Linked DNA regions of Columba livia: region 1 is linked to region 2. The links are chromatin contacts, called in public Hi-C maps. All regions are on one chromosome and are shown on one strand. Each heading gives the region's core, a stretch centred on a gene start, on an enhancer-like site or on the middle of the called end of the contact. The rest is flanking DNA. Distances are from core to core; before and after follow the strand shown. Region 1 holds the start of VMA21 (vacuolar ATPase assembly factor VMA21). Region 2 holds the start of RADX (RPA1 related single stranded DNA binding protein, X-linked).

What was found. Hi-C and Micro-C count contacts between places; a contact is called where the count stands out from the background.
Region 1: a contact with region 2 is called in a Hi-C map of crop, with 2.1 times the contacts expected there. The contact joins the promoter of VMA21 here to the promoter of RADX in region 2. A contact is called at or near these places in 2 of 2 Hi-C or Micro-C datasets (crop and liver).

What each region holds. Positions count from the first base shown.
Region 1 is chr12:10,283,152-10,286,279 of bColLiv1.pat.W.v2, forward strand. VMA21 (vacuolar ATPase assembly factor VMA21) reads right to left here and starts at 1,326. Exons shown (of 3, transcript XM_065077836.1): 1 at 1,155-1,326. The coding sequence starts at 1,291.
Region 2 is chr12:10,058,753-10,061,546 of bColLiv1.pat.W.v2, forward strand. It overlaps RADX (RPA1 related single stranded DNA binding protein, X-linked), which reads left to right and starts at 1,300. Exons shown (of 15, transcript XM_065077823.1): 1 at 1,300-1,990. The coding sequence starts at 1,450. It overlaps LOC110357437 (a long non-coding RNA gene), which reads right to left and starts at 1,673. Exons shown (of 4, transcript XR_010475677.1): 1 at 1,464-1,673.

The sequences.
Region 1 (3,128 bases), core at 76-2,575, 220 kb after region 2:
TGTTGGCTACAACAGATAAGTTCAAAACCATGTAATGATTCTGCCATTCAAAACTCACAAACAAGATTGAAAACTCTATTTTTCCCTGTTATTGTTTTGCAAAAATCAGCAACATAGGGGTTTTACATGAATATGCTTATCAGTGTATTATTACATACTTATTAAATATCTAATATTAGATACACCCGCACTTGTCATATGATGGTGCTGATCATGTATTGCCATACATACAAGGTAGCATATACCTTAAAAAAGAGACACACAGAATCTTTTCCTTTACTAGAGTTTGTCTCAACGTCTGTTGGGGAGGAAAGCATGGAGGTGGCTGATCTCCTGAGTAGCAAGTGATAGGACAAGAGGAAATGGCCTCAAGCTGTGCCAGGGGAGGTTGAGCTTGGATATTAGGAAAAAAATATTGATGGAAAGGGCTGACAGGCATTGGAACAGGCTGCCCAGGGCAGTGGTGGAGTCACCATCCCTGGGGGGGGTTAAAAGACATTTAGATGAGGTTCTTAGGGACATGGGTTAGTGCCAGAGTTAGGTTATGGTTGTACTCCATCTTGAGGGTCTCTTCCAACAGAAATAATTCTATGATTCTATAATCCCAAATTTTCTTCATGGAAATTAGAAACTATTCGCTATCTAACATCCACAGAAGAACAGGATGATCTCCAGCTTATTAACAAAACTAAATCTCCACTGTTGACAAAAACTTTTCTTACACTGACACACTTGCATCACTTCCCTCCGGAAACAAACAAACAAAAACCCACCCCAAACAAACATCCGTGTATAACCTCAGCCCTAACACGGAGCTTTGACCTGCAGACCAGCCCTCAGCCTCAGCCGTGGGGTTGCCCGCGGTTATGTAGCTCGGCCAAGGCAACCCCAGGGCCTCCACCACCCGCTCCTGCTGCCCGAGCTACCGCTTCTCCTGCCCGCCAAGTGCCCAGGACGGGAAGACACTGTTCCCCGGGTACACACCGTTCCCGCAGCCCCTGCACTCCCCGGCCTGTGCTACCGGCAGCGATCCCACCCGCCACGGCGCCGCAGACACCCAGACAGGTTGCGGCCTGCCGCCGGGCCCTGCCGTCTCGCAGGGGTGCCCGTCCCTTTCTCCGCCAGGCCCTTCCTCTGCCCTCCCCAGGACTCACGGCCTGAAGTCGGACACCGGGGCCGCGCTCAGCTTCCCCGTCTCGTAGCGCTCCATGGCCGCCGCAGCGCTCCCCGCGCATAGCCGCTTCCGGGGGAGGGACAGCGCCACACGTGACGCACGGAGGGGCGGGCGCATGCGCAGGGCGGGCCGCGCGCCGCCGTCTCCATGGCAACCGCGGGGCTGTGGCGGGCCCGGGTGTGTGGTGCGCCGGGGCAGTGTTGTACAGCCGAGCACAGCAACGCTTGCATGGTGGAGGTCAGTGCTTTCCAGCGAATGGCAGTTTCCTCGGTGCCAAAAAGAACGCAAAAAAACAAACCATCATTGAGATGTTTTGGTAAACTCCCCAGTACAAAACACAATAAATGAAAAAACGCTGTCAAGGGCTACAGTATCCTCTAAAGGGCAACCAAAAGTTGCTCTGTTGTTTGTTCTCTCACAAGTTTTCTGCTCTTCTGGCACTAAAGTTAATAAAAATTCCTTTCCCAGCCAAAGATGGAACTTTGGGTTGAAATCCGAAAGAAACAGTCCCCAACATAACTAATAGGTGCTGCAAATGGGAGACCAAGGAGCTGGGCAGATTTCACTTTCCCACAGCCTGGCTGAGACTGGGGATTTCCAAGACGTCACTTTGTTTAAGCCATGAATTCATCCTCCCGTTGAAGCTCTGCTTAAATACTCACCAAGGGATCTACTTGAACCCCGCTTTCCAACAGAAGACCAGAGTGTCACAACCTCTGTGCTATGCTGTCAGCCCCATTTGCAGGGCAATTAGTGGTTTATACTCAATGAACACCTAGCGGGAGCCCAAAGCATTGCCAGCTTCCTGACAATAGCTCTGGAAGCCGTTTAGTTGAATCAGATATACCACACCAATAACATATTTGCCACTTTGCAGTAAAACCATGATTGTGAATAGTGAGGGCTTTTACTATGTTTTCTCCAGTATATACGAGCAGGTGAATTTTTTTAGAAGTCTGGGATTTTTTTGGCAATGAACATAGCTCAGCCTCCCCCCTGTTTGTTAAGCAGCAGCACAGTTGAGGCTGTAACGGTGCTTAGAGAGGAAGGTCTGGCTCTTGTGGTCACACTTGCACTATAAACCAACTGATTTTATGCTCTTTGAAACATGATAGCCCTCCTCTTACTTGATTCCACGGCTGCCTGAGCCAGCAAGAGAGACAATTTGCATGAGGGGTGCAGAAGGGGACTGGTGTGGACTTGGGGGGTGCATTGTAGTGCATACCTAGTTGGATGGGGATGGAAGGAGGGTTTGCTGGCTAACATGAACTTAAAACTTCAAACTAGTTCTTAAAAACATCTAATTAAACTCCAGCAAGCCACTCACAAAATCCAACCCAAATGTGTTAGCAGGTTTTGTTTATTTATAGATTACTCAGTCAGCAAAAGTAATTTGGCAAAAAAAAAATAGTGCATAGTTAAGATATAAATCAGATGACTGAAAAATATCAGTGTAGGTGCAGTGAACATTTAATCACTAAATACATTCTGTTTTTTCCACTTCTGGTTTGACTTTCGTGTTTGTTTCCCCAGTGGGAAAAGCGATGATATAAGACAATGTAATAACAAAACAAGGAAACATAAGAGTGGAATAAGTCTCACATCATGTAAACTTACCATAAAGATGCGTATCAATCATTAGAAATCAGCATGTCACTCAAGGCTTAGCAGCCCAAGTCATTAATTTTTAATATAAAATTACTTCATACCTCATCACACTGATGCTTTCATCTACTGGACTAATAACAATCTTGCTGAATGATTTCCTGCATGTTCAACTGCTTTTCTTTCATGAGGACATAAGCAAAATACAAAACTATTAGAAAAATTTTGCAACTGTGAGGAAAAAAAGCTTTTTATTTGCATTTCTGTGGCAGTTATTTTAAAAGATCTGGAGCACACAGTCTTGTCTGTTTGCTTCAGGTTTTATACATCAAATATTCTGAAATTTCAG
Region 2 (2,794 bases), core at 50-2,549:
AGACAAAAGTGGAAAGAAGCTGTGAACAGTATACAGAGTTCCTCATTATACCTACAAATTCGTTTAATAGCTGGAAAAAGTCTACACCACAGCTCTCTAGGTAAGGCTTATGTGTGATGTGAAATCACATCCTGTGCAACCTCAATAAAAAGGTGTTTGAGTCATGTTTGCTTTTTAAATCATAAATATTGTTTGTATCAGTCCACACAACAGATCATGTATTCACTGGGGGGGGGTGGGGAATACACCACATTGAAGTTTTACTCAATACCTTAGCTCCAACACAAACATCAGGAATGACTGATTTAAATTTTCTCCCTAAGGAGTCCTCTGTTACATAAAATCCATAAACTCATAGCATTCCTAGGGCAGTCTAAAGACCAGAAAAGGCTTGGCTTTTATACCCTCTTGCAGTTTTTCAGACTGTTTCAAATGGTTCAAAAAACAGGTTTTCCAGTTTCCCTAAGGCAAATACTCCACAGTGGCAAAGAGAGTAGACCAGGAATACAACCATTCTCAACTGGGAGAACTGCATCTGGCCTCGTGCATGGAACAGCTCTGCCCAAGCTGCAGCCCCACTTTGGTCTTCTGGATCTCCAAAGGCTACCTGATCTGGATGGGATGTTAGGACAGAATTGTCAGGCAATTGTCAGGCACTGGAACAGGCTGCCCAGGGCAGCGGTGGAGTCACCATCCCTGACGGGGTTTAAAAAGCATTTAGATGAGGTTCTTAGGGACATGGGTTAGTGCTAGAGTTAGGTTAAGCTATGGTTGGACTCGATGACTCTGAGGGTCTCTTTCAACCAAAATAAGTTTATCTTGAGGTAGAAACAATAATTTAACTGCGTGCATAATACTCATTAAAACAAAATCAGGAACAGGTGCGGCAAAAGGTCCCTCGGGGGCTGAAGGGAATGAGAAGCCCCCTTGCCGTTCCGGAGACCGGGACACCGGCAGTACAACACGGAGCAGACGCACCAGTGGCCCGGCCCTGCCGTAGCCCCCGGGCTCGCTCTCCAACAACCGAGCAGCGTCAGCCCAGCGCCTCGAAACTCCCGCCTCCCTGCCGCTACCCGGGTATTTCTCACCGGCGGCCCCGCGGCTGCTCCTCCCACCGCTTCCTCCTTCACACGCCCGCCCCCGCCGGGCTCTCCCGGCTGCCACCGCCTTTCTGTCAAGCGTCTTGCGCGCCGCCCCGGCAACGATTCCTCCGGCCCGGCCTTCACCCCTCCCCCTCCGCGACCGTTGGCAGCTTTGAATGGAAAGCGGCGCGCGCGCGCACCAGCTCCGCCCCCGCGCGCGCCATGGCGGCGTCCCGGCTCAGCCTGTGACAGCAGGAGGCCGAGGCCGCGGCCGCCGTCTCCCACCGCCCTCCCCCGCCCCAGCGGCGGCCCGGGCCCCGGCGTTTGCCCCGGACGGCGCGGGGGGAGGGGCCGCGAGGAAGCTGTCATGCAGGACCCTACCCCGGAACGCGGCGCCGAGGAGAGGCGGGGGGCGCCGGCGAGCGGCGGCGGGGTCTCCTGGCTGCAGAGGGTCTTTGAGGAAGTGCGGGGCTCCTCCCAGCTGAGCCTGGCCCCCGCGGAGCCGCCGCCGCTCACGGTGGTGGCGGTGGAGCGGTACCAGGCCCAGGCCCCCGCCGCCCCGCAGTACTGGTACGACGTGACGCTGGCGGACGGCGCGCGGCAGGAGCGCTGCTACCTCGCGCCGCGCCTCAACGGCCTGGTGGAGCGCGCGCACCTGCGCGCCGGCGCGCGCCTGCGCCTCAGGCGCTGCTCGTACCTGTACGACGAGAAGCGGCTCAACTACGGGTTCCTGTGCCTGGAGGAGCTGGAGACGGTGGGGGGCAGCGGACTCACCGCCGCCCCGCCCCGCCGCCGCCCGCCGCCCCTCCGCGGGGAGAAGCAGCACTACCTGCCGCTATGGAACAACGAGGATCCCTACGGAGACGTGTGGGTGGCAGACAAGCCCCAGGCGCAGGTGAACGTCGATGGTAAGCGGACGGGAGGTGGCTGGAAAGGAATGGGATGGAGTATCAGGAGGATGGAGCCAGGCTCTTCTTGGTGACGATCAGTGGTGGGACGAGGAGCAGTGGATACAAACTGGAATACAGGAGGTTCCACTTAAATATGAGAAGAAACTTTTTCTCAGGGTGACAGAACACTGGAACAGGGAGGTTGTGGATTCTCCTCTGGAGACATTCAAACCCACCTGGCCACCTTCCTGTGTAACCTCATCTAAGTGTTCCTGCTCCGTTGGGGGGATTGGGCTGGATGATCTTTCAAGGGCCTTTCCAATCCTTGACACTCTGTGATTCTGGAGGTGGATACTGGCCCAGAGGCAGTCCTAGGGAGGCCTACGCTGCCGAAGCTGTCCAGGGGCGCCCACAGAGGCGAACAGGCACGGCTGGTTGCATTGCTGGTGGAGCTGGGCCAGGCCTGCTCAGGATTGACCCTCTGGTTGTGTTGGGCACCAGTGTGAACATGCCATAAGTATCACAGCTTGCTTGTTTATGTTACTTTGAGAAGAGTTGTACCGGGGGAGATTCAGATTGGATATTGGGAAAAAAAATCTTCACAGAAAGTGCTGACAGGCATTGGAACAGGCTGCCCAGGCCAGTGGTGGAGTCACCATCCCTGGAGGGGTTTATAAGGCGTTTAGACGAGGTTCTCAGGGACATGGGTTAGTGCTAGAGTTAGGTTAGGTCACGGTTCGACTCGATCCCGAGGGTCTCTTCCAGCTGAAATGATGCTATGATTCTATGAGTTTTTAAACTTTATGAGATATTAACTGAAAG